Linked DNA regions of Mus musculus: all the other regions are linked to region 4. Evidence: chromatin contacts called from public HiChIP or PLAC-seq and promoter capture Hi-C data. All regions are on one chromosome and are shown on one strand. Each heading gives the region's core, a stretch centred on a gene start, on an enhancer-like site or on the middle of the called end of the contact. The rest is flanking DNA. Distances are from core to core; before and after follow the strand shown. Region 1 holds the start of Nup107 (nucleoporin 107). Region 2 holds the start of Slc35e3 (solute carrier family 35, member E3). Region 3 holds the start of Cpsf6 (cleavage and polyadenylation specific factor 6). Region 4 holds the start of Cand1 (cullin associated and neddylation disassociated 1). Region 5 holds the start of Mdm2 (transformed mouse 3T3 cell double minute 2). Region 6 holds the start of Wif1 (Wnt inhibitory factor 1). Region 7 holds the start of Msrb3 (methionine sulfoxide reductase B3).

Region 1 (3,481 bases), core at 456-2,955, 1.4 Mb after region 4:
GCCCTTCTAACACTATGGTTGTAATCTGGTTACTTAATAAACAGTGTCTGCTTTCAAAGTGAGGAGCAAAAAAGTAACAACTGAATTCTTCAGGCAGCTGGATGCACTGCCTTTTACTCAGACAGCTCTGGATTAGAAGGGATACTATAGTACTACTTTTTTCTTTTCTTTTGAGACTGGGTATCAAAACAAAGAAACAAACAAAACAACAACAAACTCGTACTGGCCTCTAACTTAGTAGGGCCTGAGCATGGCCCTGATTCCTGTCTGTACCTTACTCTGTGCATGGGACGGGCACAGTAAAGAAACTGCCACCGTGACTGCTCCGTTAGGGATAAGGTTTTTAATGTGGGTAAGAGAGAGAAAAGATCCAGAGGCACCTGGAAGTGCCCAGAGCGGAGAGAAAAAGAAACAGGCTGGACATGGCCAGGGCCGGGGAAGCTAGAGAATGGGAGAGAATAGTTACATCAGCAAGAGATGGGAGTCAGGACAGAACACACCCAGACACCAAATGCTCAGCACAAAGGAAATGTATTACCCAAGACGGACAAGCAGAAGGTGTTGCCTCCGTCTGGATCGGCCAAAGAAGGCAGCAGGTGTCTCTGCAGGAGAAAGGGGGAAGGCTGTGCTAGGATGAGTTGGTAAGTCCTAAGTGGACATGTTAGCCAGCTAGTGAATTTTGATAGTTGGACCTCGGAGTTTTAGTCAGGCATAAGGATGTGGCCAAATAAGGGAAGAGACCTTGGTGGCTAGGTTTAGGAATGTAATCTAACGGTTTAGCAAGGGAGAGGGGAAGGGAGAGGGCCACACCTGCTGGTGATGTGTCTGCAATGTCTGCGCCTGTTGGAGCTCTTCAAGATAGTTTTGTGTGCAAGATGAGAGAGCAGAGACTAGAAATTAGTGCAGAGTCGGGATTGTGGGGACAAGTAGCTAAGAAGACCGAAGGAAAACGCATTACAGGAGTTCCTGAGGAATGCTGGCGTTTATCTAACCGCCAGAAATCAGAAATGGTTCAGCCAGAGCTCATTTCTAGATATTTGGAGGGCCTGAGACCTAACATTTTTGAGGTACTGGAACAGGTAAGTATTCCCACGCCCAAAACTTTTAAAATTTATGATAATAACAGCAACAATAATAATTGCTATTATTACTATCGTCAGGCTTTCTTAGTGCAGGCTTGCTTCAAAATCGTGGTTCTTCCTCCTGCCTCAGCCTCCCATGTGGCTTTCTTATGCTTTGCTTTTTTTATTGGATTTCTTAAAAAACGGCTGATTCCGTAAAAGAGAAATAAATAACGAGAGAAAACAACCTCAAAACCCGTCCAGTGAGGTTACACCACAGTTCAAAGAGGTGAGCGCCCCGAGACAGGCCAGATCCCGTAAAGTGGCGCTGAACCGCAAACAAGAACGCTGAATGCAGACTCTTCAACAGATTCCTAAAGTCCAGGTTATAGACTTCCGGCTTCCCAGAACAACGCCCCACCCAGACCACGCCCACAAGCCAGGCTCAGGCGACATACCCAAGCTCCGCCCCTTTCCCCGCCCCCTTCCTGCCTGGCCGGCACCACCCAGCCACGCAGTCACTCCCTGGCACACTTCCGCGCCTGCGCCCACTGAGCCTGCGGCTGGAGACGAAAGTCGCGCATGCGCCGAGCGGGAACATTGTTTCTCTGGGACTGGCTTAGCCAGGCCGCGCTTCCGGGTCGAAGGGTGTGCTTCCGGAGAGCGGGAAGGCTGAAACGCGGCGGCCAGGCTGCAGTCAAAGAGTTGCAAGGTTCTAGGCGGAGACCGCTGAAGCCATGGACAGGTCAGTCCTGGTAGGGACGCCTCGGCCGAGACTGGGGCTCTCGCCTGTTAGCGACGTAACCGCCTCCGCGGCCAGGGATTTGGCCCTCGGTGGAGGAATGGACGCTTGGCGCGATTGGAGCGGGGATGTGAGAATGCGGATCCCCGGGGTTCCACGCCGCGCCTCCCGGGTCTTCTCGGCGCTCGCTCCGAAGTGTGCGGGGGTCTGTGATGGTCCCGCATTCGAAATGCGAAATGAAGCAGTTCGAGCTCAGGGCCATCAGCCGCACTGACAGTTCAGCCCAGACGTCCTCAGCGTGGTTTTATTGCGGTTATTAAGTCATGTCAGCTGTACGTTATTGGGTAACGGTGGTCAGCTTAGACTTTAAAGTGCCGGCCCTAGGGAGTTGAATTTCTCCCTCCCTCTCAAATGATTTATGCTCGCCTGACACGAAGATGGGTTGTTTAAGGCCCTTGGCATCGGGGAGTAGATTGTGTAGTGAAGACAGTCGAGCAGTGTAATACGATGTATTTATACTGTACTGCGGGGAAAATAAATGAAGGAGATGTTTTATCTCCCTGTCACAGGAGTTTCAGGCAAACCTATAAAAGTAACTTGCTAGCTGGTCTTTTGAGTAATAATAGCACATTATTGATACTGAAAACATTGTGCTAGGGGTTATCTTATGTGTGTTCCTTAAGCTTTAAGTGGCACATTTAGTTTTAGAGCAATCCCGTGAGGATCTTATCTATATAGAACAGTGAGCCTGTAAGAGATTTAAGGAATGGCATAGTTAAATAGAACCCTGTTATGGGGCTGGGGATATAGCTCAGTGGTAGAGTGCTTGCGTAGTAACCCTTAGGTTCTGGGGGGGGAAAGAGAAACATTACCAGCAGGGACCTTTGAATCTCCATAAAGCTGTTTGATGAATAACTTAAGTAGATAGATGAACATCCAGTGACAGGGGAACACATATAGACCTCTGTAAAAGAAACATACTCAGATATAAAGTCATGAAAAATGTTCACGCTTGTGTGGCTGAATGCTCCCAGCAATGCGGATGGACTTGATGGGCAGAACTAAATTAGGATGGTGGTGTAAATACTGTGCTGGTGAGTGTTAGCTTGAGTCTGCAGAGAAGAGGAAGCTGGCTGGAGATTTTAAGTGGAAGAAAGGTGTACTAGAAGGATAATTAAAATCAACCCCCATGGTTTAGTTTATAAGCTGTCAGATGACAGTGCTGGAGGCCCATAGCACTGTGCTAAGACAGGAGACATCCTTAGTCTACATGGAGGGAAATCACTTGAAGGGCCATTTCTCCTCTTCACTAGAATTGCTTCACTTTTTCTTTCATCCCGCCAAGCCATATCGTACTCACAGTCTGAAGTATAGTCCTGGCTGCATAGCAGTGTTTGGTCAGCATGCAGGCCAAAAATATAACAGTGGTCCCATATGATGATATTGCCTAGTGACATGATGACTGGCTTAGCTTGTATAGATATATTCTGTGAAGTTTTCATGAGGATTAAAAAAAAGAAGAATTCTCAGAGCCTGTTCCTTCTTTGTTTGGGTTTGTTTTTGAAGCTGCTTTCACCCTGTCTCAGATTGGCCTGGCACTTCCTATGTAGTACAATTTGGATTAGAGGTGTGAGCCTGGGCTAAAACCAAGCCCTTCAACAAGCAGCTAACTCATCAC
Region 2 (3,125 bases), core at 326-2,825, 1.5 Mb after region 4:
GAGGCGGAGCAAGCCCTAAGCTGCACCCCTCCCTGGCCTCCATCAGCTCCTGCCTCCAGGTTTCTGCCCTGTATGAATGAGTTCCAGTCCTAACTCCCTTTGGTGATAAACAGCTACGTGTAAGCCAAACAAACCCTTTCCTCCCCAACTAAGACAAGACATCTAAGTAAACGGGCAATTCTCTAAAAAAAATGCGGTACGAAAGAGGAACGTAGCTGATATGACGGCATCTGGTAAAGGTGCTTGCTTCCCAAACCCTACAGCATGAATTCAGTCCATCTGGTGGACGGAGAGAACTGACTCCGAGTTATCCTCTGACCGTCACACAGGCACCCATACACACACACACACACACACACACACACACACACACACACACACACACACACACGTAATTAACTGTGGAAAATTCATCAAAGAGTCTCTTGTGCCTCTGATGCAAAGACCTTCTTTTCAGTGCCAATTAGAAAAAAACGGTATCCTGGAGAAAACGGGCAGAGACATAAGCAAACAGATCATAAAAACCTATGAAATAGTGTCCAAAACTTAAAACTACACATTAGTTGCAAGGCATGTGACACTTCAATGGGTGGAAGCAGGGAGATCCGTTCTGTGTCATCCTTAGCTCTGTAGAGACTTCCAAGTCTGCTCTATTTAATCCCTGTAACATTGTAAAAGTGGGGGGTCCACGTTTTCAATCAGTGTGGACAGACTTTGAGTTGGTATTTGACGTTTGCAGATGAGAAATACCACTCTCATATTGTAACAGTGTGAATAAAAGTGAATATTGAGATCGAGTCTAGCCTGAATGAGTTCTCGGCCTCGAAAAACAAAACCAAAAATATATAATTTTTCACTTCCTCTCCAGCTCTGTAACTTTGAAACTGGACTGCATGCTTGCTACTATAATATGCCTCTTAGAAGTGCAATTAATATCTTGGGCATACAGGTAAATGTACTTGCTTCTTAGGTTTTACTAAAAAAAAAAAAAAACTTCGTGGGTAAAAAATTCTGTGGTTTAAAGTTTTTCGAGGCAAATACGCCAAAATATGTTTAAATCTACAGTAGACGACAGTTAGTTGTCCATCCACTCTTACCTGTTTAGACGGTTATTTTTGGTTTTTCGAGACAGGGTTTCTCTGTATAGCCCTGGCTGTCCTGGAACTCACTCTGTAGACCAGGCTGGCCTCGAACTCAGAAATCCGCCTGCCTCTGCCTCCTGAGTGCTGGAATTAAAGGCGTGCGCCACCACCGCCCGGCCTGTTTAGACTTTTAAAGATATTTTAAAATATGCTTTCAGTAAGTAATGCTCTGCCCCCCTTCAGAGGATTAAAACAGCTCAGCAACGTGGAGAGTAAAACTGGCGGGGAATCTGCGCCTCCCAGTAAGTCGGGGAATCGGCCACAGAAACTAATCTTCCCTGGGAGCCAAGGGCTTCCCTCCAGCCGAGTTAAGCAACCCAGCGGAGCGCCGAGCGCGCCTGCGCGGCGGAATCACGTGGCTGCGCGGGGGCGGGGCTGGGAGGAGCCGTGGCGGACCCGCTCGGAGGGCGGCGGCCTATTACCTCGCGGCGCAGCGACCGGGACCCGGCTGGCGCATGCCTGTCTCCGGCCGGACCGTGGAGCGGGCGGCTGCGGGCGCGCGGCGGCGGAGAGCCGGGACAGCGGGAGAGCGTCCGAGCGCCCCGCGGGGAGGCTGGACAGCCCGGGCTCGGCCGAGGACGCTGCTCCGCAGCCGGCGGGCATCATGGCATCGCTGGCGGACCGGGTCCGGGGCAACGGGCGCATCGCCGCCGGGCTCCTGTTCAACCTGCTGGTGTCCATCTGCATCGTGTTCCTCAACAAATGGATCTATGTACACCACGGCTTCCCCAACATGAGCCTGACCCTGGTGCACTTCGTGGTCACCTGGCTGGGCTTGTACATCTGCCAGAAACTGAACATCTTTGCCCCCAAAAGTCTGCCGCTCTCCAAGCTCCTCCTCCTGGCCCTCAGCTTCTGTGGCTTTGTGGTCTTCACCAACCTTTCTCTGCAGAACAACACCATAGGCACCTATCAGCTGGCCAAGGCCATGACCACGCCGGTGATCATAGCCATCCAAACCTTCTGGTACCAGAAGAGATTCTCCGTCAGAATACAGCTCACGCTGGTGAGTAGCTGCCGCTGCCGCTGCGCGAGCCTGTCCCTGCCCAGCTACCTGGCTGCCTTTCTCCCCGGGAAAACTGAATACACCTTGCTTATAGCCTGGCACGACGGAAGCCCATTCCCATAATCTTTACTCCACACACGAGCCAGGCCCTTATAAGAAGCTTGTTTGGGGAGGGGTGGAAAAGGCCATCTCGACACTCCGCTGCTATTTAGTAAATGGGTGTGTTCCTGATAGAAATCTTTAACTGCTGGGATTGATGAGGGAGAGAGCTGCCTTAATGGAACAGTTCAGTGTGTCAGGATATCTGCGAAAGCTCAACCTGGAAAGAAAAGAATATCCCCAGGAAATCGAACCAGAAGTGATAAACATGAAATGGTTTAGCATAAAATACCTCGGAATACACCTTCAGTGGCACACTGCTGGGGTGCCTTGTGTTTACATAAAAGGAGATTCGTTAAAATAACATTAGCACTTAGTGGTTTTTTCGTTTTTCCAGTCATAATGCTTTCCTCCTTCCTTGTTTATGCTTATGTGTTAAGTACTGGTTTGGGGGATTATTTTATTCCCTGTAAATGTGTGTCCTGTTTCCTTACAAAGCACAACGCACGGATTCATATTTTCTTCCAGATGTAGAGTTGTATGTGAATCTCTGTAGAGAAGGATTGGCAGTTTTCCCCAAAGAAAACTTACAGTGCTCCCCCACCCCAGCCCCACTGTTATGTTTCCTTAGTGTTGTAAGACATCATTCTTGAATTTAATCTCACAGCATTTGCCTCTTTGTCTTTGCAGATTCCTATTACTGTAGGTGTAATCCTAAATTCTTATTACGATGTGAAGTTTCATTCGCTTGGAATGGTGTTTGCCGCCCTTGGTGTGGTAGTCACGTCCCTTTATCAAGTGGTTGGTAACTTTTTTTTTTCTTTTTGTGCCTTTTTAGTAGACTTTGTAAATTTTGAAGCTGTAACCCAAGGTTTAGA
Region 3 (3,243 bases), core at 588-3,087, 1.9 Mb after region 4:
GAGTGAGTCTGCTGTTGAGGGAATTATCAGATCTCAAAATGTAGCTGAGGGATAAAGCTGAGTTTTTGACTATTTTGGTTCTGGTTTTTGAGACAAGAATTTCTCTGTGTAGCCCTGGGACCACCGCTACTCAGCATTCATTTGACTTTTTTTTTTTTTTCCTTTCCCTGAGACAGGGTTTCTCTTTGTGGCCCTTGATCTGGAACTCACGCTGTAGACCAGGCTGGCCTCGAACTCAGAAATCTGCCTGCCTCTGCCTCCCAAGTGCTGGGATTAAAGGCGTGGGCCATCATTGCCCCGCATGCATTTGACCTCTAAGTAAACAAAATTTAGAGTCTAGGATTTTTCAACAGCGGTGGCCATCGTTAAGTCCCGTTTGTACCGTGGTCAATAGCGCTGGATTCTCTTCCGGGGTCAGGGTCTGATTCCCAGCACCCATGTAGTGGTTCATAAACCTGTCTAATACCAGTCTTAGTCGACTGATGTCCTTTTTTGCGCGCTCCCAGGACACTGCACACATGTGTAGTACACAGACTGTATGCAGGCAAAACACCCCGATGTATAAAAAAGGAATTTAAAGAAATGTTTATTCAGATTAAGAGATTAGTCTCTGTGACTGCAACCAAGATTTTACAGACATCTCAAGCATAGATGTTTCTTTAGGTTTTTGATGATTTCAGACCAGTCTGCATCTGGTATTTTTGTTATTATTATTATTTTGGTTATTGTTTTGCTTTTTTGTTAATTTGTTTGGCAGGGTGGGGCTGGAAGTGAGAGCAGTCAGAGGTGCTGAGTAGATCAGAGGACTACTTAAGAGGATTTGGTTCGGTTCTCTCTACGCTCCTTGAGAGCGCTGTGGGAACTGAATTTATATCAAGCACACAGGCAGCTGAGTGACCTGGTGAGTTTTTGAACGGGAAGGAAAGAAATAGGTGGAGCCGTTGGAAATGGAGAGAGATCTCTGAATCATATATCGGCGTCAAAAGGTGTGCACTTTTACGAGCCATGTAACCCCAGTTAAATAACTTATGCTCTACGAGTCCTTAGTTCTCTCATCTGTAAAACGGGATGTTTGGACCTCAAGCCACCGTTTTAATTTCCCTTCTAGCTCAGCATTCTGAATCCAGGAGTTCGTTGATTTAGGATACATCTGCTCTGTTGTACGTGCTCTAAAAATGAGGATAGAATCCTTTGAACGATGGCTGGAGAAAACCTACAACAGAGATAAAAAGGTAAAAGCAAGGGCAATGGGGGAGGAAGGGGGAAGAGGAGGATGTGAAGGAAGGAGCGGAAAAGATGCTTACAACTGCATAAAGATAAGAGATGCAAATATGCTATATGCAAATAACTCAAAAAATTCAGTTGTCTGAAGAAGCAAGAATAAGACATTGGCCAGGACATCATATCTCGCTTTTAATTGCGTACACATAACTCTCATCTCTCGAAACCTTGGAAGCAAAAAAAAAAAAAAAAAGTAGGAAAAAAATGAAAACGCAAATATATAAATATCTATCTCTCTCTATATAGATGTATATATATCTATATCTCTCACTAGATAGATCTCTCATCTATAGATATGTAGATAGATAAATAGTGCCAGAAGCAGTTTGAAAAGACAGTCTCTGAAAACAAGCGGGTTCCATGGCATGCGGTATGGCGGGGTAGCACAGGAAATCACGCCCCTGCCCCAGCCGCGGCTTAATCCTGCACACAAAGGAACGAGTTAGCGCCTCGGAACCGCCGCGGACCTTCGGCGGGGTCCCCCGTCACCAGCAGCGGGCCGCTGCGCCCTGGTCTCCGCCCCTCGGAAGTGACGTAGGGCGCCCCGCCCCCACCGCCAGATCCGCTGCTGCTGCCTCGGCGGGCCGACCTGCAGGAGGCGGCGGCGGCGGCGGCCGAGGCCGAGGGAAGATGGCGGACGGTGTGGACCACATAGACATTTACGCGGATGTGGGTGAAGAGTTCAACCAGGTACGTGAGGGTCCGGGCTCCGCCGCCGCCGCCGCCGCAGACTGTGCCGCGGCCCGGACGCCCGGCTGACCAGGGCCGCCGCGGGCCGCGAGCCGGCTTCGCTGCAGACCGTGCGCCCTTGGCGCCTCCGGGCCGCGCCGCCGTGCGCGACGGCCCCTCAGCCCTTGTTCTCGCGCGTCGTTTTGCGGGCCGCGGGGCTCTGGAGCGCGGGGCCCGGTCGCCCTGCAGCCGCCCGCCCGGTTCCTCCGGACGGTCTCCCGCTCCATTGTTGGCTCGGTGGCGGGCGCTTCCCGCCGAGCTAGGCCGCGTGTGCGGGGCGGGGAGAACGGGCCGCCGCGCCCCCTCCCCCGCGGCCGGCCAGAGGGGAAGCCCTGGCCCGGCCGCGCGCTCGCCCGCCGCCTCCATCCCGGCCCTGCCGCCTCGGGTTCCGATTCCTCCTCCCGCCGCTCCATTTTGTGTCTCTGTCCGCGCACGGTCGCCTCATGGAAGGCCGCGTTCACAGCCCTTTGTATCCCGCGCGCCCGCTCTCCCTGGGCTCCCGCTCGCCTTTGCGACGGGTTTCGGCGTGGCGCCCGGTTCCTTGCTCGCCGGTCCCCTTAAGGGAAGGCTGCTTAGGTTTGGTTCCATCCGCAACAAGTCATCTGACTTTTGGAGCCACCGATCGCATTTAAAAGTCGGTGCGTCGGCCCGCCTTGGTCATCGAGGGTTTGCAGTGCCTCCGAGGCCCAGTCCTTGGCCTTTGTGAAGCGAAATATCGGAGAGGATAAATGGCTTGCGCCAAAGACTTGGGAGCGCGGTGGCTGGACAGAACAAAAAAGATGGTGGTATCCTAGCTTAACAGACCGGAGAGACTGAAAGGGAGACCGGCCACTCGGAATCGGAATCCTGGGTAGCGTGCCTGACAAGTCGTTGTGAACGTGACTGTAGTTTGAAAGCGAAGTGTTTGCCCTGTGGGCTCGACTTCACGGTTTGAAAGGCTGGAGAAAGTGAGACGTGTAAGGTTTTCCGGTCTCACCCGCCTGGGATGCCTAGAACCAGCGTCTCATGATGAATAAATATCCTTGGAAGGGTCTGCTTGCCAGGGTTTGGATCGTCTAGCCTCTTACTGCCCTCTAAATATTTTTTTTTTTTTAGTGCATTTCCTATATTCACGGTTTTCAAATTTACACCCCACCATATTAAAAAATTCTAAGGTACGGATGAGAACCTGAATAAAATGCCATTGGTTTGTATGGCGTTTTCCCTCCATTGTTTATGACTAGGGATATAAGA
Region 4 (3,529 bases), core at 411-2,910:
TTTTACAGATTTATGGAGGAGGTGGCTGTAGAGATGGCTCAATGGTTAAGAGCATCTCTTCCAGAGGACCAGGGGTTCAAGTCCTAACACCCTCAGTGATCACACTTGTTTATAACTGGAGCTCCAGGGATCTGACACCCACACACAGATACACATGGAGGAATTACACCAATGCACGTAAAATAAACAAATTATTAGCCAGGCGTGGTGGCACACAGCTTCAATCCTAATATTGCAGGCAGAGGCAGAGGGGCAGAGGGGAAGGGGGGCAGGGGGTCAGAGGGGCAGGGGGGCAGAGGCAGGGGGATCTGAGTTTGAGATCAGCCTGGTCTACAGATTGAGTTCCAAAACAGCCAGGGTTACCCAGAGAAACTCTATCTCAGAAAAGCAAACCAAACCTAAATCTCTGATCCTTCCAACTCTTCTTTGGGCTATTTGTGAAATACTGAACGGTTAGGGAAACTTGGAGAGTAAACAAACAGTTGTACATGTCACCTCTGATCTCTGGTGGTTGTGTTGGTGTATCCGAGCACATAGGAAAACTTAGATTTCATAACTAAGTGCACAGAAGCCGACTATTGAAAGATGTAGGCTCAGAGCACAATCTGCAATGATACTTCCCCACCACCTCCCCTATTTGCGACAGGTTTGCACTAGATACCCCTAACTGGCCTAGGATTCGATTTAGAGACCAAGCTAGCTTTTATACTTGAGACCCACAAGGCTCTCCTACACTTGCCTCTACTGATCAGGGATTAGAGGCGTGCACCATCCATGTTTGGCATTGGGAGAGAATCCTTACTAGGACCTAAATGGAACAGAAAAAAAGTGGCTCCGGGATGAATAAAAGGATTACGTCCAAACTGTGGCCCTGAGGCCTTTTAGCGGAGCAAAGATTAGTACTAAGGTTCGACTAGGCCCCTACCAAAACACTGAATTTTGCAAGGCGCTTGCCCAAAACAACATGAGGACGGGGGTGGGGGTGGGAGTGGGCGATGTTTTCAGGGAAACAGACACTTTAGAAACAGCACACGCCGATGGAAAGATTTTATTTAGCATAACCCGCGTTGCCTGCCTGCAAATCCCAGCATTCTCTCCGACCACGGGAACCAATAAAGAAACTCCAGGTTCAAAGAGCCAATCACGTCCTTCGTGTGTCCCCAATTGAATTGTGGGAGTCGTAGTTCTCACGTGGCAACCATACAGCATGGTTGTTAGGGGACAGTTTCGGCCACGCGTACCGTTCGGAAAGAGAGCTCATTTTTCCATTGCACCCCTTGGCCTCCAGGCCAGCTCTTAGCATCATCACCCACAAGCCCCACGCGCTTTCAAACGCATAGACCTTCCTTCTTAATGTCGCAGGGAGGAGCAAGGAGCGTTTGCAGAACTCCGGCCTTGGACGCTCACTGCCCGTCCTTTAACCGTCGCTTTAAGGTCTCGCGAGAAGAGCCCCTCGAGGCGTTGCCATTCCGCCCGAAAGGCGGCCCGTGCGAAGACAGACAGCCGGCCGGGCCAACGGGAGCGTCCCTGTAAACCGCGACTGCGCAGAGTGCGCCGGGCAGCCCCGGTGACCTCCGACCCCGCCTCCCCGCAGCGCCCTGCGTCGGCCGCCCCCGCCCTCCTAGCGAAGGAGGCGGGCTTTGGCCTCTTGCCCTAGGGAGCGAGTGCGGAGGGAGTGGGAGCGAGGCGGCCCGAACGCAAGTGTCTGGCTTCCCGGCGAGGCCCAAGCCGTCCGTCCCGCCGCCCATGAGCTCGGCGCCCCGCGAGCAGCGCCGTCGTTAGGCCGTCCCCGTCACTCACTCTCGGCCTCCCCTACCTCCCCCCCGGGGCAGCCATTCCCCTCCCCATCCCCGTCTGGCCGGGGACTGGACGTCGCGTCGGAGCGCCTTCCCCAGTCCGCGTCGCGGTGCGACCCTGGAAGCGGGCGCCGCCGCCAAGGAGAGGAGGAGCCCCGGCCGCGGGGCCCAGCAGCCACTGAGCCAGCAGGCGGGATCGAGGCCGGCAACATGGCGAGCGCTTCGTACCACATCTCCAACTTGCTGGAGAAAATGACATCCAGCGACAAGGACTTCAGGTGAGGCTGAAATCCGACCCTCGCCCCACCTCGGGGTGGGGGAGAGGTGGAGGGCGGCCGCCGCCCGGGCCTCGCGACAGGCCCTGCCCCACCCCTCGGTCCGGCGGGTCTCCAGCCACCCCCTCCCCCATCTCCCCGCTAGGCCGTTGTCCGCTCTGGCCGCCCGGGGCTGGTCCGCGTCCCGGCGTCCCTGGCGCATCCTTTGTCCACCCCCAGGGACGCGTCCCAGGTAGCGCCCGGGCCCGAAGGCACGGGCTGCGCGGGAGGGAAGGAGTTTTTCCCGGGCGGGCGGGTGGCCGGGCCTAGTCCCCGGCCCTCCCGAGGCGCCAGGCCATCCCGGCGCTGGGGGACAAGCTGCCGCTCTCCAGCCACTCAGCCGCCGCCTGGCTTTTTCCCGCGGATGGGAAATGGGTGCCACGATCAACTTTCTCCGAGGCCTTCGCTGATTGGATTGTATACTTTCTCTTTGGATCCTTCTCTTTGGCGAAGGTGGCCAGAAGGGGGAGGGGAGCCCGGCTTGGTGGGGGGGAAACTTGGCCTGCAGGGTTTTCCCGCCAGCATCCCTGTCACTTTTCTCCGGCCGAGTGAAAGCCACGCAGGATCTTGGGGTTTCGGTCTCACATCCCTATACAGAGTCATGGCCAGAGGGCTGGATTGCCAAGCAAACCAATCTTGAAAAGAGAGGCTGGTGAGCCATGAAGCTTAATCATAGAGTTGTGTTCTGCAAGACCTGGACCATTGGTTCTTAGTCCCGTGCATATCGAAGGTGTTATATTTTCACACAGTCGCCTCGTCTGTTTTTTTCATGCTACACTGATTGTTAACACACACACCACGCCTAATCCTTCACAAATAAGCCCTCTGTCAAAAGAAAAAAGGCTATTTTTTTGATACCTAAGTTTTCCTCTGTAATGCCTTGGGCCATAGTACAGTTTTGTGTGCATTTAGACTAAAGAACAAGTAATCTTTGGTTAAAATTAGTCTAGGAGCTTGGTTTTTGTTCTGTGAACTCTTAACACCTGAAGGTTTGTCCAAATCCTATCTGAAGCAATTTTCCCACTGGTGAAAGGGGAACTCCGGGGAAAATAATGCCTTTGTTCCTAGGTAAAGTCATAAGTGCGCAGTGAACTACATACAGGGTCGTTTCTCTGACTCCAAACCACCAAGAATTTGATATATATGTATGTATACCTACCTACCTATGGAGTTTCTGAGTCTTACATTTCCATTTTTAAAAAAGTTTCCCCTGAGGATGATGTGGGGAGAGAGTGGCGTGTTTGTCGGGAGCACTTTGAAGCTTGGGTTGGATCTCCAGGTGAAGGTGGAGGGGGTTGCACTTAGACTGCTGAGGACGAGGGAGAGCCTGGTTCCTTCTGGATCCTTGCTCACTCACTCACAGTTGACGTTGTCAATGAATGAATGAAACAGCCAGGATTGTAAGCTCTCGGTTGTATA
Region 5 (3,329 bases), core at 586-3,085, 1.5 Mb after region 4:
TAAGAGTGCATGCCTGCTTGCCTTTTGCCCTGTCCTCCCATCCCCCCATCCTGCTCATGCCCCAATCCCATGAAACTGCACACAAGCCCAATTGGGCTACTTCATCTCCCAAGGCTTGGGTTCTGTGAGACAGGTTCTCTGTGTGCAGCCCTGGCTGATCTGCAGCTCACTGTGTGGACTCGTGGACACACTATCTTGAACTCACTTGTCTCTTCGTCTCTACTGCAGGGGTCAAAGGTCTATGCCACCATGCCTGGCTGAAGGTTATTAAATTTAAAATGAATATTCACTCCATTCCTAAGGGGAGAAAGGTTTCTGAAAAGTCCTTAATCACGAACTGTTGGGGAAATGAAGGCTGTCAGTAAGAAGTGGCAAGCCCCAAAGAACGAAATTACCTTTCTCCTTTAGGTAGGTTATCAATGTTACTCAAATTAGCTTTAAATTGCTCAACTCAAGCTATCCTCCTGCCTCAGCTTCCTGATTATCTTTGACTGTGCAAATGTGCCACCACCCCTGGTTTTAAGTCCTTTAAGATCTGGGGCTTTTGCTTTGGGGACCGAGGACTGAACAATGCAGGACCTTCTCGGTGCCACACACCCTCCGTTCTTAGATGTACCTTAAAAGGTGGACCCAGACGGCTGTTGCTCTGTACCTGGGATTACACGCACACCATTATATCTGGCCTTATCAATGCTTTTCTTTGACCTGCGTCCACACTGCCTAAAGCAGCGTCCAGGCCAAACTCCTATACCTTATAATGCTATCTTGGGCCCTCAAGATGACTAACAATTAGAAAGTTTGTAAACACTGGAGTGTATGTGTTGAAAAGGCCAGGCTGATTTCATGACAAGTTTCAAACTGGCAGTTAAGGGGACTAGGCCTAAATCTCTGTTTCCAAGAACTGGGCAATTCCGGGCAAGTCCGGGCCTCAGAAGCTGCCCCGCCTGAGGCAAGGACAATGGGTCAGCAGCAGTTTCCAGACTTTCTCAGCCAAAAGTTTCCAGCCCTCTCACCCCGGGAATGGAATGTCCCTAAAGATGGACCCAATAGATTAACATAGAGGTCACCTATCCCAGAATTCGCTAATATGCTTTATGTCAGGTCTGCAAACTCACTTGGGTGTCTCTATCTTAGTAATGGGGAGAGGAGACACCAGAATGCTGACTTCTGCAGATTAAAACATTCTTTGCGTTTACATACTATGAGCCCAAGGTGTCATGGACCCTAACAGTCTTTGAATTTTTTTTTTTAATTTTAACTTTAATTATGTGTATGTCTGTGCACACAGGTGCGGTTGCTCATGGAGACCAGAAGAGTGTGTTGAGTACCCTGCAATGACAGAATTTGTGTGGCGTGAGTGACTGAAAACCTAAAAAGGAGCTGTATGCACTCTTGACCATGGAGCTATTCATTTTTTATTCATTATTATTTATTCACTTTCCACCCCGCTCTCCGTTCCCTTCTGGGACACCCCCTTCTCACAATTTCCTCCCCGTCCCACTCCACCCTCTCTCACCTTGCCTATTTTTAAAGTCTTAAAAAAAAATCACTCATTTGTATACAACTTCAGCTGCTGGCGGGATGGATTTAAAAATACTACCCAGCTGTTAGTCTTGCTTTTCTTTTGGTAGCAGCAGCAGTCGGATAGGAACTTGCCTAGCGACCATTGCGGTTTCGAGCGGTAAACACAACCGCGCGGCCCCTCCCCACCTCCTGCGCGCTCCGGCACCGGGCGGCCGCTAAGCCCCGCCCCCCGCCTCCTATTGGTCCAGGAGGCGGCGTCGGGCGTGCGCGCGCGCACGCCCCGATGCCCGGATGGCCCGTGGCTTCCGGCGTTCTCTCCGCGGACGGTAGGGGGCGCTCGTCACAGAACTCTGCTTTGTTAACGGGGCCTCCGGGGCCAGCGTAGCCTAGGAGCGGCCGGTGAGGAGCCGCCGCCTTCTCGTCGCTCGAGCTCTGGAGCGACCATGGTCGCTCAGGCCCCGGCCGCGGGGCCTCCGCGCTCCCCGTGAAGGGTCGGAAGATGCGCGGGAAGTAGCAGGTACCCGCTCCGTGGGCGGCGGAGAGTCCCGATCATTCCCTCTTTTCCGCGCCCTCCGGGGCCTACTCGTAACCCGGGCCGGCTCGTGGGGTCGCGGGGCACGAGGCTGGGCGACCGTTTGCCCGCGCTGGGCCCTGATGTCATTCTGCGGCCGGGGGTGTGCGTGTGGGTGGGAGTGGGGGGTGGGGTGGGAGATGGCGCGGTTAGCACGGCGCATGCGCGGGAGGGGACGGAGGGAGGGGGAGGAGGGAAGAGCGGGGGTCTCCCAGCAGGCCCCGCGCGCGGGGGGCCCGCTCCGGGGTCGCGCTGGGCTCGTTGCTGGGGTCCAGGAGGTGACAGGTGCCTGGTCCCGGACTCGCCGGGATGCGGCTTCCGGGACGGGTGGGACTGGGCTGGGCCGAGTTGACTCAGCTCTTCCTGTGGGGCTGGTCAAGTTGGGACACGTCCGGCGTCGGCTGTCGGAGGAGCTAAGTCCTGACATGTCTCCAGCTGGGGTTATTTAAACGCTGCCCCGTTTCCGCAGCCGTCTGCTGGGCGAGCGGGAGACCGACCGGACACCCCTGGGGGACCCTCTCGGATCACCGCGCTTCTCCTGCGGGCCTCCAGGTAAGGGACAGCTCGCCGACGTCGTTTTGCATTTGAGAGCTATTGCCGAAAGACGTTTTCTGTCTCCTTCGTAAATGCATGTATCTATTTGTCCCTTTTCGTAGATGTTTTATAATTTCAAGTTTTTATCGTGTGTGTTGTTGTTTTTTTTCTACTTGTAGGCCAATGTGCAATACCAACATGTCTGTGTCTACCGAGGGTGCTGCAAGCACCTCACAGATTCCAGCTTCGGAACAAGAGACTCTGGTTGGTATTTCTGCCTCGAGTGTGTAAATATAGCTTGTTTTACCAGGTAATCGAGGAAACAAAATTGAAACCTGGATTATCGCACAGTCGTTTTAAGTATTTACCTACAAACTCTTAACTTTCTCGATTGCAATTGCATTAGAGAGTGGTCACTGCGACCTATATTTCCACAGCCCTTCCCCTGACGCAGGCTTTAGAAGTGCACAGTGTGTGGGTGCTGCTGGTTGTGACATGATGTTCTATCACTGTTCTAAATGGTAAACCGAAAGTCATAGAAGCATCCGTGCTTTTTGTGAGGATTTTAGTTATGAGAGGAATGCATAAAATATATAAAGTTCCAGTCTTTGCTCTGTATCTCTTTAAGTTTTCTACTTTATATTAGCATATAAAGGTGTTCTACAGCTTGTCAGTAAGTTACAAAATTACTTTTAATAGC
Region 6 (3,419 bases), core at 122-2,621, 1.8 Mb before region 4:
CAAATCTTATTAAAGTAATGATCGTGAGTACATTGACCCTTAGAGTTCTCCATTTACTTGGCAACTTTAAATACATTGGAACTGATCCCTTGTGTGCTCTGGCAACCAGGCAAGAACTTGTATGGAATTTTAAATGGTATACATCACACCACTATTATTACTACGGGCCACCGGAGCTACATCACACACCATTATTATTACTATGGGCCACGGGAGAATTGAAATACAAAAGAGTGCCTTTTCTCTACCGCTCTGTTATCAGAACTTACCTGCCCCGCAGCTTGCCAGGTAAAATTCATGGAGTGGATATTGACAGGAATGGCTGGCATTCTTTGTTGGGCTTTCCTGAAATCATGTGTAAAGGGGGCCATTTTCCCCTCCGAGACAATCAGAATGTCTTCTTCAAATCCTGTTGTGTAAATAATAAACAAACCTATCAAACTAGTTGCGTTTCTAAGAAACAGACGTTTCATGTAGAAAGCAAAACCCCTGGGAACCAGTGCAGGTCACTGCTTTTCATAAAGCACCTGCCTTTGATACCAACAACAGTACCAGAGTTATTTTTCCTCTCTCTGTGGTAAAAAAAAAAAAAAAAAAAAAAAAAAAAAAAAAAAAAAAAAGTGCTTACAGTGAAGTAAGCGGGTGCCACCGCTGGATTCCTGTTACAAATCTGCAGTCAGGACTAGCAACAGCAGGGCTGGGATGTTGGGTCGGCTTTGCTTTTTTGAGAAAAAAATCTCATAAGCCTCTAAATAGAGAATCCTGATTTTTAAAAAGAGGGGGCAGTCACCCTTGAAGTTGTTTTAAAACACACTCGGTGCACGTGTCTCCGCTCTAATGGAAAAACTGAGGACCACTGGGAAGGTGCAGATGCCGGACCTTACCTATGAGCACTCTAGCCTGATGGGCGTCGATCCACAGGTACAAGCTCTCCTCAGGTGGCTGCCCTGCATCCGCTCGCAGCAGGAGCAGGCAAGGTAGGATGCTCCAGAGCCGGAGCGCGAAAGCAGGGAAGGCTCTTCTCCGAGCCATGGTGCTCAGGACCTTCTCGCTGGTGGTGCAACTCCTGCCGCAGCGACCCAACCTGTGCTGCTTGTGAAGTTCTCGCCTTGGCTGCAGCTGGCGGGGCTGGAGCTGTTCCTACTTAAACGACTGGGCGTGCAAGTCTCCAGTCTCCGTTGCGAGTGAGCCTGGGAGTGCTGGAGAGGAGGGAGCAAGGAGGGAGTGGATGCGCGGCCGCGTAGAAAGAGGTGGGGGCTGGAGGGAGAGGGGGACGCAGAGACACGATGCTGGCAAAGCTGGCAATGCCAGCACGTCCCACAGCGCCAGCAGCTAGAGGAGCACACTCGAGAGGGAGGAACCGCGGGAACTGCTGGCAAAAGGCGAGCACTGAGAGCGGCCGGTGGTGTGCAGGCGGTCGCCACTAGGGAGCGCTGCGGAGCCGCGGGGGCGGGGCCGCGGTACCCGGTAGACCCCGCTCGCCTGCGCCAGGTGAATGAAAACGGGGACACAACCAAGAAACACACCCAAAGGGACTTCTGGGTCATCACTCAGGCCTCCTGCCGCCCGAAGAGACACGTGTGGATGGCCGGGGTGCTATAAACAAACAAACAAAAAAATCTGGGCTCGATTCGTGGTCAAAGATAAATTCCGTTTAACAGTGGAGCTAACGGAAAGCACATAGCCAGCCCACCCTTTCTCTTCGAACTACATTTCAGACTGCATCTCTGTGTGCCTGTCTGCAAACTCTGACTTCTCTAGCTGACAGTTTGCGCTCTCGCTCTCTCTCTCCTAGGAAGTTAAATACTGAGACTCCACAGGCTAGTCGGGCTACTGCAGGCGCTGGTCCTCGCAGGACGTTCATTTATTTCTGCACTGGACAGACACCCGACAGGTGGCGTGGTTTGTCTTCTTGATAACCCAGTTGCACCCGGAATAGTTCCCTAGGACCTCGATGATAGCTGTAATCCCTTTCCCCCCATCCCTGCTCTACGACGGTAGGACTCCCCTTAAAATTGGATTTGGGGGAAAACATTAGGAGGCTCACGCCCAGTCTCTGAAATCTTAGGCGCTTGAGGGTAAGACTGAGGGTCTGGTGGGAGAGCACTTAGCTAGCGGCGGCTTGCAGCATTACCTCTGCACGGAAGGCTTTTTTGCCTGCCTCCTTGAACGTACAGAGAAAGCAGAAACAAATGGTTTTTCAAAAACACAGAAAGTTTTCAGACCCCGGAAAAGCTTTGTTTACTTTTTTTTTTTTTTTTTTTTTTGCACCCAGTGGCTTTCTAGCAAATGCCCCCCAAGGATCTAGACTCTGGCGCTGGGCTGTGTTCCCTTCTGTCCTTTGTAGAGCGGTGGGTCTCTCAGCAGGGGATGGCAAAAACAGAAACTACAGAATAGAAGCCGGACTTGGACGCGTACATGTTCAACAAATGTTAGGTCACAAGCATATTTTTTTAAAAGAAGGAGGAATGGGAAGGGAGGAGGAGGAGGAGAGAAGGAGGAGGAGGAGGAGGAGGAGGAGGAGGAGGAGGAGGAAGAGGAGAAGAAGAGGAAGAAGAAGAAGAAGAAGAAGAAGAAGAAGAAGAAGAAGAAGAAGAAGAAGAAGAAGAAGAAGAAGAAACATGTGTTAAAACTGTGAAATCTGTGTAGGTATCTAACAGATTGGTAGGAAGGTATTGTGTTTGGGAGTTAGACACGAAGACTGTCCATTGTGACTGTGAACTCCATGAAGCTTCATTTTAAAAATTCTTCTCAGGCAGCTACTGTTACTACTCTCATTTTACTGATGGGGAACCAAAGCTTTAAAAGTCTAGTAAATTGACCGCAGATATTCAGCTGGTGAGTGACAAGAGTAGGAATTCAAATCACGATCGCTCTAACTTCAAAGCCCCTTCTTGCAAATCACAATTAAGACGGTTTGCCTCAAAAAAGCTTAACATCTACTCTTTCTTTAAAACAAAACATTTAAACTGGTTGTGGTAGCACAGGCTGTAATCTGGGGGCTAAAGAAGTAGAGGCAGAGGCATCAGGAGCTCATTGTTAATACTAATCGACATATGGAGTTTGAAGCCAGCCTGGGCTACCTGGGACTCTGTCTCAAAAAAACAAAAACAAAAACAACAAAAAACAAACAAAAAAGGATCTTTTCCCAACATTCTATTTTATTAATTAATTGTTGCAGTGAATATTAATTTATATAATGTTTTACTATATTAGGCAAACTTATAACCCTTTAATATTGTAAAAACAGTGTCATTCAGTTACAGGTAATAATTTCGCAACACAATAGACTCTTTTTGACTTGGAATGTGGTTTTCGTTGAAGGTTTTTCTTCCGTAGTATTGCTCAGACCTCCATGGCTCTTGGTGTAAGGACGCCCTCTACAGGTTGTTCTTGTCAAACGCCAGCTGAGAACTGAA
Region 7 (3,545 bases), core at 843-3,342, 1.7 Mb before region 4:
TGTGTGTGTGTGTGTGTGTAGAAAACAGACCATGTTAACATGGTGAAAACATGTACACACACACTGTGGATTGGGGCTTGAATTCCAACACCACCTCTATCCTCCTGGTTTAGGCTCTGTGCCTAGGTCTTCATAACTGCAAGACAGGCAGGCATACTAAGTCTGCAGGAATTTGTCAGGAATCAGAGACATCAGGTGTGAAATATATAGCTTCAGGTCTGCCATTTACTTTGCACCCATTAAGTCTATTCTTCCTTCTTCTAGCCTTGATGTACTTAATCCAGGCAATCAAAGGGACAGCTCCGCCTCTCACGGCCACTGTACAGACATATTGTAGGCCTAGCCACCATTGCTGCAGTCCTTCAAAATGTGCTCCTCCCTCCCCGCTTCATGGAGAGTTCTTATCTAAAGTTTATAAATGGCTGCACTCATTTTATTTTTGTTTTAAACATTTAGATTATGGGGAAGGACTGTGCTGCGCGTTGCAGGGAAAGGAGGGAGAAAAATGGCTGCTTACGTAATACAAGCTCCAACAGCGAGGGAGGAGGGACGGAGGATGGGAACGGGGATACTCGAGTTTCCCGTTCCTGCCCACTGTGCGTTTCAGGTACATAGCTGGATAGTAATATTAATGGGCCTTTAAAGCTCTTTGCTCTATCAGAACTCATCCAGCCTGAGTTTCCTTAGGCCATCTGCCTGTAGCTCCACCAACACTGCTAATTCGTGAAGCGAAATCTGCCCATCTGTTGGGTGTAATTCACGGGATGTTTTAGAAGCGGCCGATTGCAAATACACTATGTTTTGGCTTGGGGGCCTTCCTGTGTTGCCAGAATCGAGTTTGTTTAGAAATGAGGTTTACTAACTTTCAAATAAAGCATCTTCAAGCGCGGCGTGATGGACAAATTACCCCCCTCTAGTTCATGTTAGAATAATCCACCCTCTAAATCTGCTTGACATTTCCCCCGTCCGTGTTTGACATCAATTAATCACTTTTGCAGCATCTTAATATGCTGAGAAGTAATTGTATAACATCCCACATCTCCAGATCCTGTCAAACATTTGTTTGGGTGTGTGTGGATATATATTATAGTAATTAAGGCATAATTACATTCATTGTCTTGAGAGAGGGTCATTTGGATCTGATTAATTGTGGAGTTTAGTGCCAAAAAAAAAAAAAAAAAAAAAAAAAAAAGTCAGGTTCGCACGCGCTTGGCCTGTAATCAAACATCTGGGACTGACATTTTGGTCATCAGAGGTAGCGCCCTTAAAATACATTATCAAAGTTCCTCTTTGGACAGTGTGCAAAAGTAAGTGTGTGTGTGTGTGTGTGTGTGTGTGTGAGAGAGAGAGAGAGAGAGAGAGAGAGAGAGAGAGAGAGAGTGAGTTGGGGTTTGGGGGAGAGATTGTATCAGTGAATATTGAGTCAAGGTGAGGAGGAATGTCCTGTAAAACAGCTCTAGCTGGAGCGAAAACTTTTCCGGCCTGCTTTGACTCCATATATGGTGTTCAAGTAAAATTTCAGGGACTGCCCTTTTGCTGAATCTTACTACAACACACACACACACACACACACACACACACACACACACACACTCACTCACACACACTCACTCACACATAGTGGGGGATTATAAGGACATTCTCACCTGGACATAGTGGGTGTGGTGAGGTCCCCTCCAGGTGCGACCCCTGGGACGCAGTCGGTGGTCCTCTGTATTATGGGTATTCAGTAGGCACAAGAGCGACCATGTCACACCTTAACTGGCACTTCACAGCCTCTTTGGTACAGGCCAGGACTTTTGGTCCTTAGCTCTCAGGCGCCCTGACCCTACAGTAAAGGTCTCAGGTGGATGCTGCCAGGGGGCTCTGCTACGGGTTGCCCACGCGCGGAAGCCCTGTTCCCGCAGGGCTGGCCCGGGGCGGTGGAGGCGGCGCCGGAGGCGGGAGTTGGCGGCGGCCGCGTCCCGGGCAGCGGGCCCCGTCCGCGGCCAGCGCGCTCCGCCGTCCTCCCTCGCTTGTCTGCTATGCTCATATTTGGACTCGGCCGCCCGTGCCCAGGAATTTCCCGTCATGCCTCCCGCCGCCCCGTCTGTCGCCCGGAGCCGGGAGGGAGGAGGGATCGGACAGCGGAGGCTCGTCTTCCCCAAGAGTGCGCGGCGGACCCTCCCGTGCCCAATCGCGCTCTGCCTGGGTCTCTGCCTAGCCGCGGCCGCGGCCACCACGACGCGCGGTGAGTCCCCGCCTCGCCCCATCCGGCCCTCCGATCCCTCCGAGTCAGCCTGGGACCCGGAGTGTTTCCCCCCACCCCCACCCCCGTCCCGGGAGCGCCCGCGCCGCCCCCTCAGTCTTGAGAGTCATCCCCCTGCCGTAGAGTCTCGGCGTGGACCCCGGAGACGCTCCTCGCCAACGAGGGGACAGCGCAGAACGAGGTCAGGCGGGAGAGCCCGCGCCCCGCCGGCCGCCGCGCTGACACCTTACCCGTCCCCAACGGGAACCTGAGCCGCCGTCCTCGCGCGGGTCCTCGGGGAGGCTCAGTGAGGTGGTCGGGGGCGCGGGCTGCAGCTCCGAGGGCGCGTCTCTCTCTCTTTCGGGCCTCTCCGCAGCTGCGGCCGGGGGATAACGGGCCAGGGCGTGGGAACCAGGAAGGCGTCGCCAGGCCCCTGGGGACAGGGGCGCACCCCGGACCGGGCTGGCGGCTCATAGGCCCAAACAGGTACCAGCAAAACTCCAGGGGGCAGGTACCAGTTCTGTCTTCTTTTCAAGTGAAAACAAGCATCAGAGCCCCCCCCCCCCGCCTCCCTTTTTATTTCTTAAACTTTTCCACTGGGCTATTTCAAGTCAGACTATCTGAATAAAAAGTACTGTTCCTGCCTTTGTAGGTTATGCGATAAGTGGGGGCAATAAGGATTTAAAAGAATTTTCTTTGAATCATATGTAAAGTATTAGAGAGCTTTCTTTCTTCTTTCTCTCTCTCTTTCTTTCTTTCTTTCTTTCTTTCTTTCTTTCTTTCTTTCTTTCTTTCTTTCTTTCTTTCTTTCTTTCTTTCTTCCTATTTCCATTGCGTGTCAAAAAACTAATTATTTGAAGTCCAAAGGGGAGGTTTTAAAGGAAAATATTAAGTTGCAGGGGCTCTTGAATTTGGACAGAGTAAACAAATCAAAGCTTGATTCATTTTGTCTGGCAAGGCAAAACGTTATAATCACCAGAAACCTGGATTATGTGGGAGGTGTTAGGTGGTCGCTGTGTTGCCTATGGCTAGGATAGCCTGAACTGTCAAAATGAGGTTCGGCTAGCCAGGACACAACGCACACTTGAGTTGACAGTCGACTACACCCTGTGCAGCATAAAAGACAAAATAGGTTTTAAAGGTACTTTGATGTATAAAATGTTATCCAGGGAAGATTCTCAGGGTTATAGACTTGACGAAGTGGTTTCTCAGGACCAGTGGTACATAGTTAAGTATACCCACTGCAGTTTGTAAGTGCTTCCGTTAACAATGACGGAAGTTTTATGTTTGTTCTGGAACATTGTACTTCGGAAAGGAC

What was found. Promoter capture Hi-C pulls out the DNA fragments that hold promoters and counts their contacts. HiChIP or PLAC-seq counts read pairs in DNA pulled down with a chosen protein or histone mark. Capture Hi-C pulls out chosen DNA fragments and counts their contacts.
Region 1: a contact with region 4 is called in an H3K27ac HiChIP or PLAC-seq map of cardiomyocytes, with 10 times the contacts expected there. The contact joins the promoter of Nup107 here to the promoter of Cand1 in region 4. A contact is called at or near these places in 9 of 39 promoter capture datasets (the 3T3-L1 cell line, cranial neural crest, embryonic stem cells and 5 more), 4 of 115 datasets of contacts at active chromatin or transcription factors (cardiomyocytes, embryonic stem cells and large pre-B cells) and 2 of 9 other capture datasets (embryonic stem cells and liver).
Region 2: a contact with region 4 is called in a promoter capture Hi-C map of pre-B cells, with 4 times the contacts expected there. The contact joins the promoter of Slc35e3 here to the promoter of Cand1 in region 4. A contact is called at or near these places in 6 of 39 promoter capture datasets (the C10 cell line, the HPC-7 cell line, cranial neural crest and 3 more), 6 of 115 datasets of contacts at active chromatin or transcription factors (the NIH/3T3 cell line, astrocytes, embryonic stem cells and 3 more) and 3 of 9 other capture datasets (adipose tissue, embryonic stem cells and liver).
Region 3: a contact with region 4 is called in a promoter capture Hi-C map of embryonic stem cells, with 6 times the contacts expected there. The contact joins the promoter of Cpsf6 here to the promoter of Cand1 in region 4. A contact is called at or near these places in 3 of 39 promoter capture datasets (embryonic stem cells, hippocampal neurons and pre-B cells), 2 of 115 datasets of contacts at active chromatin or transcription factors (astrocytes and thymic regulatory T cells) and 2 of 9 other capture datasets (adipose tissue and liver).
Region 5: a promoter capture Hi-C map of adipose tissue shows a contact between it and region 4, with 4 times the contacts expected there. The contact joins the promoter of Mdm2 here to the promoter of Cand1 in region 4. A contact is called at or near these places in 6 of 39 promoter capture datasets (the HPC-7 cell line, embryonic stem cells, hippocampal neurons and 2 more), 2 of 484 Hi-C or Micro-C datasets (brain and muscle stem cells), 5 of 115 datasets of contacts at active chromatin or transcription factors (astrocytes, embryonic forebrain, embryonic stem cells and 2 more) and 2 of 9 other capture datasets (adipose tissue and liver).
Region 6: a promoter capture Hi-C map of hippocampal neurons shows a contact between it and region 4, with 4 times the contacts expected there. The contact joins the promoter of Wif1 here to the promoter of Cand1 in region 4. A contact is called at or near these places in 2 of 39 promoter capture datasets (the 3T3-L1 cell line and hippocampal neurons).
Region 7: a promoter capture Hi-C map of hippocampal neurons shows a contact between it and region 4, with 2.9 times the contacts expected there. The contact joins the promoter of Msrb3 here to the promoter of Cand1 in region 4. A contact is called at or near these places in 2 of 39 promoter capture datasets (the 3T3-L1 cell line and hippocampal neurons) and 1 of 115 datasets of contacts at active chromatin or transcription factors (astrocytes).

Annotation. Positions count from the first base shown.
Region 1 is chr10:117,790,929-117,794,409 of GRCm38.p6, reverse strand. It overlaps Nup107 (nucleoporin 107), which reads left to right and starts at 1,705. Exons shown (of 28, transcript NM_134010.2): 1 at 1,705-1,806. The coding sequence starts at 1,799.
Region 2 is chr10:117,744,808-117,747,932 of GRCm38.p6, reverse strand. Slc35e3 (solute carrier family 35, member E3) reads left to right here and starts at 1,575. Exons shown (of 5, transcript NM_029875.2): 1 at 1,575-2,148; 2 at 2,938-3,048. The coding sequence starts at 1,747.
Region 3 is chr10:117,375,567-117,378,809 of GRCm38.p6, reverse strand. Cpsf6 (cleavage and polyadenylation specific factor 6) reads left to right here and starts at 1,837. Exons shown (of 10, transcript NM_001013391.2): 1 at 1,837-1,971. The coding sequence starts at 1,912.
Region 4 is chr10:119,238,186-119,241,714 of GRCm38.p6, reverse strand. It overlaps Cand1 (cullin associated and neddylation disassociated 1), which reads left to right and starts at 1,660. Exons shown (of 15, transcript NM_027994.1): 1 at 1,660-2,074. The coding sequence starts at 2,007.
Region 5 is chr10:117,709,264-117,712,592 of GRCm38.p6, reverse strand. Mdm2 (transformed mouse 3T3 cell double minute 2) reads left to right here and starts at 1,835. Exons shown (of 12, transcript NM_010786.4): 1 at 1,835-2,041; 2 at 2,565-2,647; 3 at 2,809-2,893. The coding sequence starts at 2,813.
Region 6 is chr10:121,031,956-121,035,374 of GRCm38.p6, reverse strand. It overlaps Wif1 (Wnt inhibitory factor 1), which reads right to left and starts at 1,371. Exons shown (of 10, transcript NM_011915.2): 1 at 885-1,371; 2 at 270-409. The coding sequence starts at 1,032.
Region 7 is chr10:120,897,518-120,901,062 of GRCm38.p6, reverse strand. Msrb3 (methionine sulfoxide reductase B3) reads left to right here and starts at 2,092. Exons shown (of 7, transcript NM_177092.4): 1 at 2,092-2,230. Gm4473 (a long non-coding RNA gene) reads right to left here and starts at 2,016. Exons shown (of 2, transcript XR_001779656.2): 1 at 1,647-2,016.